Regions from separate parts of the Rattus norvegicus genome. Here region 1 is linked to region 2. Evidence: chromatin contacts called from public Hi-C data. All regions are on one chromosome and are shown on one strand. Each heading gives the region's core, a stretch centred on a gene start, on an enhancer-like site or on the middle of the called end of the contact. The rest is flanking DNA. Distances are from core to core; before and after follow the strand shown. Region 1 has its middle 180 kb from the start of Tle3. Region 2 holds the start of Tle3 (TLE family member 3, transcriptional corepressor).

Region 1 (4,360 bases), core at 1,591-4,090, 180 kb after region 2:
CCACCATCACTACCACCACCACTACTACCCCCACCACCACCAACATCACCGCCACCACCAACAGCATCATCACCACCATCACTACCACCACCACCACTACCATCATCACCACCAATATCATCATCATTATCATCACCACCACCACCACCATCACCACCACCACTACCACCACCACCAACATCACCACCACCAACAACAACAACAACAGCATCATCACCACCATCACTACCACCACCACTACCATCATCACCACCAATATCATCATCATCATCATCACCACCACCACCACCATCACCACCACCACTACCACCACCACGTCCACCACCACCACCAACATCATCATCACCACCACCACCACCACCGTCGTCGTCGTCGTCGTCGTCGTCGTCGTCGTCGTCGTCGTCGTCATCATCATCATCATCATCATCATCACCAACAGGGTCTCCTGGCTGGCCTGCAACTCAGAGACATGTCTGCCCTGCCTCTGGTGTTGAAGACATGCACCACGTCTGGCCTCCGAGTTAACACTGAATAGATGCTGGGTGGTGGTGGTGGACAACTCCTGGGAAGCACAAGGACTTAGCACGTGGCTTTTAATGGCTCTGAGATGTCTTTTGTTTCTGTCACCACCAGCTTCTCCACTCCTGGGCTTTGGTATGGGTCCTTTGTTTATTGTTATTTGGTGAAGAGCCGTACTCTGTATTCCAGGCTGGTCTCAAACTCACTGTGTATCACACCAGGTCAACCTCAACCTTGTGGCAACCCTCATTCTCCCAAAGCTGACAGTCTCAGTGTGGATTCGAGGCCTGGCATGTGGAGGAGGAGTGACAAACCTTTACAGAGAAGCACGGACTGCCTTGCCCATGGCAGAGTAAGGGCTCAGAGTCCATTATCAGTGTAACTGTTGAGAGCGTGCCCACCAGGAAATAGAGGAGCAAAGCAGGTGCCAAAGTGACTGAAGCTGCTGGACATTGCAAAATGGATGTGGCTCAGTTTATATGGTGCTTGCCTAGCATGCAGGAAGTCATGGGTTCAGCCCCCCAGCAGCATACACCACATACACATCATACACGGTGGCACATACCTCCAAGCCCAGAACTTGGGAGGTAGAGACAAGAGAATCAGAAGTCAGGTCATCCTAAGCTACATAGAAAGTTTGAAGTTAGCCTGGGCTACATTGAGACCTCATTTCTAACAAACAAAGCGACAAGTAGAAGCACATTAAAGCTGAGCCTCGGGCCCACGGAGGTTTTTGACAACTAGAATATGAGACTCGTCAGCTCTACAGGAATCGTAAGGAGGCCTCCATGGACTTTGGACTGTGCCCACGCTGGCTTGTCCTGCCAGCTTTTACATCCCATATTTGAGCCCTAAATTCTCACATGGGAATCAACTGGGCATGACTTGAGTCCCTCCAGCTGCAGGGCTCTGAGAACCACCTGTCTCTGGCTGGGTCTTTTTTAGCACCCCACACACACACACACACACACACACAGAGAGAGAGAGAGAGACAGAGAGAGAGAGAGAGAGAGAGAGAGAGAGAGAGAGAGAGAGAGAGAGAACCAAGCAAGCACCAGCACTGAGCAAGTGAATACACACAGAGCCCAGGATTGAGTTCCAAATTATCTGTTTTGCAACAATGCGAGTGTTAGCATTTCCAGTAGTGCCTGCTAAGAGCATTCCCCCCAGCAAGTGGTCAGTTCTGGGGGGACTTCTGTGAATGTGCTCTGGAGGCACCATAGCCCCTGCCAGGGAAAGGGTGGGCCAGCATCCACCGAAGTAGACAAAACAACCCCATGGGAGTCCAAGTTACACACTATAGAATTTTAAAAAACTTTTAGGGTGAATGACCTCCTTTGTATGCAGCTGTTGTTAGCCGGGCACAGGTACAGCTCCCTTCTGCTGGCAGCCTGAGGCCCTCAGTCTGGCCTCTGTCTTGTCAACATGAAGCGCTCTGACTTTCAATTCTATTGTTTTGGTTAAAATGTCAGACTCACTCATTGATCTTTAATTTTTTTAGTGCATTAATTGATTTATTTGTGTGTTGGGGTGGGGCAGTCACACATGCCATGGTATATGTGCGGAGGTCAGAGGACAACTTGTGGAAGCCCGTTCTTTCCTTCTACCATGTGGGTTTTAGGGATTGAACTCAAGTCATCAGGCTTGGAGAAAGTGTCTCTATCCACTGATCCACTTTGCCAGGCCCTTTATTGATTTTATAATCTCCTAGGAGAGAAGTAAGAATGTAGCTGCAGAAATAGTTTACTTGGTAAAATGTTTGCTTATACAACTTGAGGACCCGAATCTGGTTCTTCGAAGATGGAGGCAGGCAGTCTCCTGGTGCTCACTGGCCATCTGGGTTAGTCTACTTGGTGAGTCCCAGGCCACGCAAAGAGTGTCTCAAAAGCAAGATGAACAACCTTTGAGAATGGCAGCCGAAACTGTTCTCTGGCTCCAGCATCCATGGGCACACACATGCATACACATTTGCACATGCACATGCCCATGCACATACACAAGGGGAGAGGTGAGTAGACGTCAAGGAGGCTGGCTCACTGTTCGAGAAAGGGACAGCATTTCGGGATGGGAGTGGAGGGGACGGATGGCCTCCAGTGAGGTCACTTAAAGACTCCGTTCTGCAAACGTTCAGGGAATGTTCCGGGTGCCTGAACAGGGACCGGACTGTAGGAAGGAATGCGAGTTGGCGGCTCTTGGAATGATCTCAGCCTCTGGAGAGCCTTCCAGATTGGACATCTCTGAAAAGGGACAACCCCAGCTGCTCTGACCACGCAAGGCTATTGATGTTTGTCCTTCCCTCTGTCAGCCACTGAGTCATACTGGAGTCCATGGGAGCAGGGAGGGAACTCAAGCCTTGGCAAATGTGGCAGCCCACTCACCTCCTAGCTATGCACTGGGCAAGCCAGCCTGTCTCTCTGCGCCTCCCTCTCTCTCTCTCTCTCTTTTTTTTTTTTTGTTCTTTTTTTTTTTCCAGAGCTGGGGACCGAACCCAGGGCCTTGCGCTTCCTAGGCAAGCGCTCTACCACTGAGCTAAATCCCCAGCCCCTTGCACCTCCCTCTCTTAACTAGGAGTGGAAACCCTAAGGTCCATCATGTATGCCAATGGAAGGCAGCACGCACATCTGCAAAAGAGTCACGCATCACATATTAAAGGGGGGATTTCTGTTGCTATTATTGAACATCTGTATTAGAATTGGCTTTTTTTTAAACCCATAAAATCATACTTGCCTATTTTAATTTTACATGTGTGTAAGGGAATACATGTCATGGTGTGTGTGTGTGTGTGTGTGTGTGTGTGTGTGTGTGTGTGTGTGTGTCAGAGGACAACTTGAGGGATTCAACTTTCTCCTCCTATTACGTGGATCCCAAGGGATGGAACTAGGTTGTCAGGCTTGGTGGCAAGCTCCTTTATCAGCTGAGCATCCTGCCAGCTCTATCTTGAGTTCCTTGAAAGAGCCCTCTTTCCACTCTCCTGGTGAACCTTCAAACAACTCTTGGATGTAACTCTAAGAAGTCCTGGCTTCGTATCATTGTTTCTCGCATCCTGGGCCATGCACCTTGCTGCCCCGATTGGACATACTGGCAAACTCTGACAGACATTTGACATTACAGCTTTGTTAAGTTTGCTCGGATACTGTGATGGCTCATTTCGGTTATCAGCTTGACACACCTGGGAAGAGGAAACCTAAACTGGAAAATGACCTCCATTAGCTTGGCCTGCAAGGATGTCTGTGGGAAGTTTTCTTGATCACTGAAAGATATAAGAGGGCCCAGCCCACTATGGGCAGTGCCAACCTTAGGCAGGTGTGCCTGGGCTGTTAGAGAAAGATACTGAATTGTGAACCTGAGAGCAAGCCAGGAAACAGTGGTCTTCTCTGTGTGGGATCTGCTTCAAGCTCTTGCCTTGAGTTCCTGCTGTAGCTTCCCTCTATGATCGACTGTAACTTTTATGAGAAAGAAAATCCCTTCCAAGTCTGTTTCAGTCAATGTTTTATCACATCAACAGAGATGCACACTAGGGCAGAGCCTATCGAGAGGCAGAACAGAGTCATTTTTTCTCCAGAGCGTAGAAGGACATTAACTGTCGTACAGAAGTCTACTATGCAGTTTGTCGTAAGTGGGGGAGGGGATGGAATATAAGGTAGCTCTGGGAAGAGTAGACTGAAGGGTGTGCACAGCAGCAGAAAATGGGGTATGCAGGGTGGCTTCACGGATAAAAGAAAATCTGAGCAACCATGGTAGAGATGAGGTTGTTGGCGAAGTAGACAAATGGTAGAGGAGGTTTTTTTAGAAAGAGGGATCTACTGAGCAGAGCTCTGAAGATGCATCACACAGGCTCAAG
Region 2 (4,562 bases), core at 849-3,348:
AGTCTCTTTGCTGGTCTGTGATTGGTTTCTAGACTTGCTCGGGGGTGTGGCCGGCGCGCCCCACGTGGGGGCCGGAGCGAGAAAGGGGCGGGCCGGGTAGGAAGCGGGTGCGCCCACCCGTGACGTAAGGGGGAGGGCAGAGAAGGGGGAGGGGAGAGGGAAGCTCCAAAGAGGAGCCATTTTGAGACTAATGGATGCTTTGGCCAGATGCTCGCATCTGTCGAGCTAGGCTTCTCCCTGCCCCCCCTCCCCTTTTCGGTGCGCATCGTACACGATTTATGTTTTTATTTAGGAGAATAAATAAATGAAGAGGGGAGCGCGGTCGAGGCCTGAGCGGGCTCTGAGAGGCTCCATCTCGGGGCGGCCGCTCACGTGGAGGTCCCCGCGCGCTCCCAGCTACTCATTAAGATGCAAACGCGAAACTCAGGCTCCTAATGAGGGGAAAATATAGATTCCGGGGGCGCGCGAGGCGCGCGCGCCCGCAGCGGGCCAGGAGTGTATGCTTGCGTGCAAGCTCGGTGGGAAAGCGGGGAGGGACCCGAGGACACCTGGGCGGCCCACTCGGCGTTGCCTCTCCGAGGCCCGAGGACATAGGGTGGGCAGTGTGCCCCGACGTGACCCTTGTCTGCGAGCATTTAGTTGGGCCCCAGAGTCGAATGTTTATTCCTCCTTGGGTGTCGAGGCTGGTGACCGTGGCCACTCCAGGCTCGCAGTCGCTCTTCTACGGGTGGCTGTCGACGCATGTGCCCGGGCAGACCAGCAGGCCAAGAAACGGGGTCGGGACTCAGGGTCGTAGCCGGGAGGGCCCCAACTTCGTGCATTCCCTTCTTCACCATCTCGGGCCCGGAGCACAGCTGAGGAAACCGCCTTGGCAAGGCTGCGGCCAGGATGTAGCTGTCCCCAAAGGGCAAAAGCCCCAAGTGGGGCTAGCCGCACTACTGAGCCAGTTGTCCGCAGACAGCCGGGCCCTTCCATCTGCGCGGCCCGCCAAGCCAGAGTTCTCAGACTTCCCCCTCGCCGGCAGCCGCCGTGCATCAGAGGCGCTGTTTATTTGGCTTTCTGAGAAGAAGGGCGAATGAACAAAGGAGAAAAGCAGGGCGCCCAAGGGTGGGAGAGGGGACAGAAACGGATAAAAGAAAGAGAAACTCAGTTTGGAGAACAGTCTTAGAGGTCGGAGGTAACTTTGGGAGCCAGCATTTTATCGGTCCTAAATCTTTTGAAGTGAAAACATTAAACTGACAAAGTGATTCTGTTTGTTTTATAGTATCTAATTGGGCTGCTTTGCAACCCTAATGAGATTAGAGGGGAGCAATCGTTCGCCGCCTCTGCAGAATCAACTGATCCATTACTACCAGCCACAGGTTTTAAGGATTGTACAGCTTGTCCTTTTTCCCCCTTTTGTTGTTATTCGTTTTCTCTTTCTCCCCTCCCGCCAAATAATTATTTGCTACTAGATCGTGGGAAAAAAAAAGAGGAAAAAAACCTAGCTGCCCAGGACTATAATATATATCTATTTATTATATGTCTTTCGGTTAATTCCTGATGTGAGGAGCGCTGTTTTTCACTCCCAAGCGAAAGTCACCAGCGGGTAGGGCCTGATTGCTACTTTTCATGCATAGTTTTAGACACAAGAGGGCATTGTGACGTCGCGCCCGGCGGCGCCCAGTCGCAGTCCGAGTCCCGTGGCCCCACGTGGGAGCCTCGCATTCCCATTGGCCAACGCTAGGCGAAGCCGCCACATTATTTTGTTACTTTTCAGTCCCTATTTGGAACTGCTCTCGCGGCAGTTCAGACCTCGTGCTCGGCCCCCTTCGCCTGTCTGTGTGTGGTATCCGCAGGTCCGAGCCACTTTTTTTTTTTTTTTGAGTGCGTGTACGTGTGTGTGTTGAGTGCGTGTGTTTGTGTGTTTTGGGGGTTTGGCGGGGCGCGGAGAGGAGAGCCAGGCTGGGAGGAAGGAAAGAAGCCGCAGAGCTCCCGGGCTCAGGCTACGTCTCCCCCTCCGGTGCTCTCCAGCCTGCGCGCTCCTAGGCAGCAGGGACGCCGACCGCTCCCCGCCGGAGACGCAGCCGATTCACTTGAGAGCAAAGAAGACCCCTTCGCCGAGGCTTCCTATGCCGGCTGGAGTTAGGATGCCACGGCCCATTATTTGCACCGACTAACCCGGAGTTCCTCCTCGGCCCTGGGAAGGACTGGCGGCGGCGGCTGGAGCAGACAGAGCAGCAGGCTCTCTTCTCCGAGGGGAGGGGGGGGCGTCGAAGCGCCCTCGCTGGGCTCTAGCCCTCACCCACGGTCCTCAAGCCGTCACCTCGGTGGCCTGCTTCCTTTTTCTTCTCCCCGCGACTCCGGGCCCGACCGCCTCTGGGATTTGACCCGCGCGCCCCGGATGCTCCGAGCTGCCCAGACGCGCCCCCCCCCCTCCAGCCTCATCGTGCTGATTGACCCGTGAGGGGACAAGAGAAACCCACCCCCCAACCTCCGGGCCTCGGGATCCTGCTCTGGAGCTGCCAGGGAGCCGATGATGTCCACGCAGACCCGGCTTCTGACACTGTCCACGCAGCCGGGGGAAGGTGGCCGGCCGCAGCCGGCCGAGCCTTAGGCGCACAAAGCGCGAGCCCGCCGACGACTTTGCCGCTCGCTCCGCCGCTCTTTGTCTGCACTTGGGGCGCACGCCCGACTCTGGGATTTCGCTGCGAGAGCGGGCTGGGGGGGCCGGGGGCGAGCTCTCGGTTCCCCGGCCGCCCCCCGCTCGGGCTCGCCTCCCCCCTCCCCCGCACGTCCCCGGCTCGGGCTCTCAGCGCTTCCAAGCTCTCGGAATCGCGACCCCTCCCTGCCATGTATCCGCAAGGCAGACATCCGGTGAGTAATTGCAAGTAGGCTTATTTAAGCATCTATCATGGCAGGGTAAACGAGGCAGTTTATCTAGCACCTCCATTTTGCTTGTTGCTACCTTTATGGTGCGCGCGCGTGTGTGTGCGCTCACACAAAGGGGCTGGGTGGGTGGGGGCGCCGTAGAGAGCCAAGGGTAATTGCGCTCGAGTGGCCCGGGCGGCCTGCGTTGGAGGGGAACGTGGGCTCCCGCCCTGGGCCCCTCTCCTAAGTCTTCCAACTCGCTCCCTCGGCACTTGGCCACGGGAGCCCTTCTGGCTTTGGGGGTGGTCGATATGCCCGCTTCCCGGTCCTGTCGGGAGAGCGTTGAAAAACTTGCTGGGAAGGTTCTGGGCTGTGGGGTGGTGGCCTTGCCGGTGGCTCCCGGCGGGGAGGGGCCAGGGACCCAGCGGATGCACGGGGCCGCGTGGAGCCCTTCTGATGTGCCCACTCCTCTCCCCTATGTCGTCCTTGTGGGCTCCAGGCACCCCATCAACCCGGGCAGCCAGGATTTAAATTCACTGTGGCCGAGTCCTGTGACAGGATCAAAGACGAATTCCAGTTCCTGCAAGCTCAGTATCACAGGTAAGGCGGGTGGGGGGTGGGCCCGGGCTGACGTGGAGGGCGGCCTGGCGCGCTCCTGCTACCCCCCGCAGGGCCCGAAGGGGACGTCGACCCCCGACTGCGGGGCCGCAGGGCCTCCGCCTTTTGTTTCCCCTCTCGGAGCGCACAGCCTTAACCCTTTGCGTTCCGCAGTCGCCCAGCTCCCAAAGCCCGTCCTGTCGAGGGTCGGGGTCTTGCGCCAGCGTCCGGGCCCGCCCCCGCGTGGCCGAGGCGAGTCCCCTCGTCAGATCAAGAGAAGTTTGGAGTTGGTACGGCCAGGCTCCGGGTGGTAGGCACCCATTCCCACTGTCCTGAGGATGCTGGATAATGGGGGTACTCAGAGTGCCGGGCAAGTGAAGTGGCTCTGTGAGTCCCTAGGGTCCGGGTCTCGAAGGGGACCATGTAAGCACCAGGACTGAGAGCCTTCTCTTGCCCTCACAGCCTCAAAGTGGAGTACGACAAGCTGGCGAACGAGAAGACAGAGATGCAGCGCCATTATGTGATGGTGAGAGGCAACCCGCTGCAGGGAGAAGGGAGGGCAGGGCAGGGCACCCAGGCTTAGGGTCCAGCTGGGACAGTCGAAGGCCAGAGCTAGGCCCAGCTTCAGGACAGTCCCCTGAAGGGCTCTCTTCTTCGGCTTCCTCTTCCCTGCCACTTGGAGCCCGGGCAGAAAGAGAAACAAACCCACATTACTGGCCACCTTTGTAAAGAGCATGTCAGTTGTGTTTTGAAGGTTTCCCAGAGGGCTGGTTGCCTTAAACTGGTTAGTAACACAAGAGTTGGATGAGCCGGTGTCAGAGTTGTATAAAAATCCCTTCTGGAGGCCTCTTGGGAGTGTTCGGAAACTTTTGTTTGGCAGCTGGGATCCTAGCTAGAATGGGACAGAAGCGCCTGCCCAACCCAGAGTTTTTCTAGATTGGAGGAGCTGTTTAAAGCCCTCTGCCTCTGTGTCCCCTCCTCAAGATTTCCTCAGTTGGGAGTCTGGCCCTCCTCCCCCAGTTAGATCATCTTTTAACCCTGAGTTCAAGTCGACATCTTTCATTTGGGAGTACCCGGGTATGGGAGCCACTTAAGGGCAGGCTGGCAGCAGGTTT

Evidence for each region. Hi-C and Micro-C count contacts between places; a contact is called where the count stands out from the background.
Region 1: a Hi-C map of mammary epithelial cells shows a contact between it and region 2, with 2.0 times the contacts expected there. The contact joins the enhancer-like site here to the promoter of Tle3 in region 2. A contact is called at or near these places in 3 of 12 Hi-C or Micro-C datasets (Schwann cells, mammary epithelial cells and psoas muscle).

The regions. Positions count from the first base shown.
Region 1 is chr8:70,934,466-70,938,825 of GRCr8, forward strand. No RefSeq gene overlaps it. Among named protein-coding and RNA genes, the nearest start is that of Tle3, 180 kb to the left of the region's middle. Within about 2 kb of position 2,841, at least 23 of the 93 cell types and tissues checked have an H3K27ac peak or open chromatin away from gene starts, as enhancers often do. A contact at or near this core is called in Schwann cells, where this site is marked.
Region 2 is chr8:70,751,679-70,756,240 of GRCr8, forward strand. It overlaps Tle3 (TLE family member 3, transcriptional corepressor), which reads left to right and starts at 2,099. Exons shown (of 20, transcript NM_053400.2): 1 at 2,099-2,856; 2 at 3,350-3,450; 3 at 3,910-3,973. The coding sequence starts at 2,833.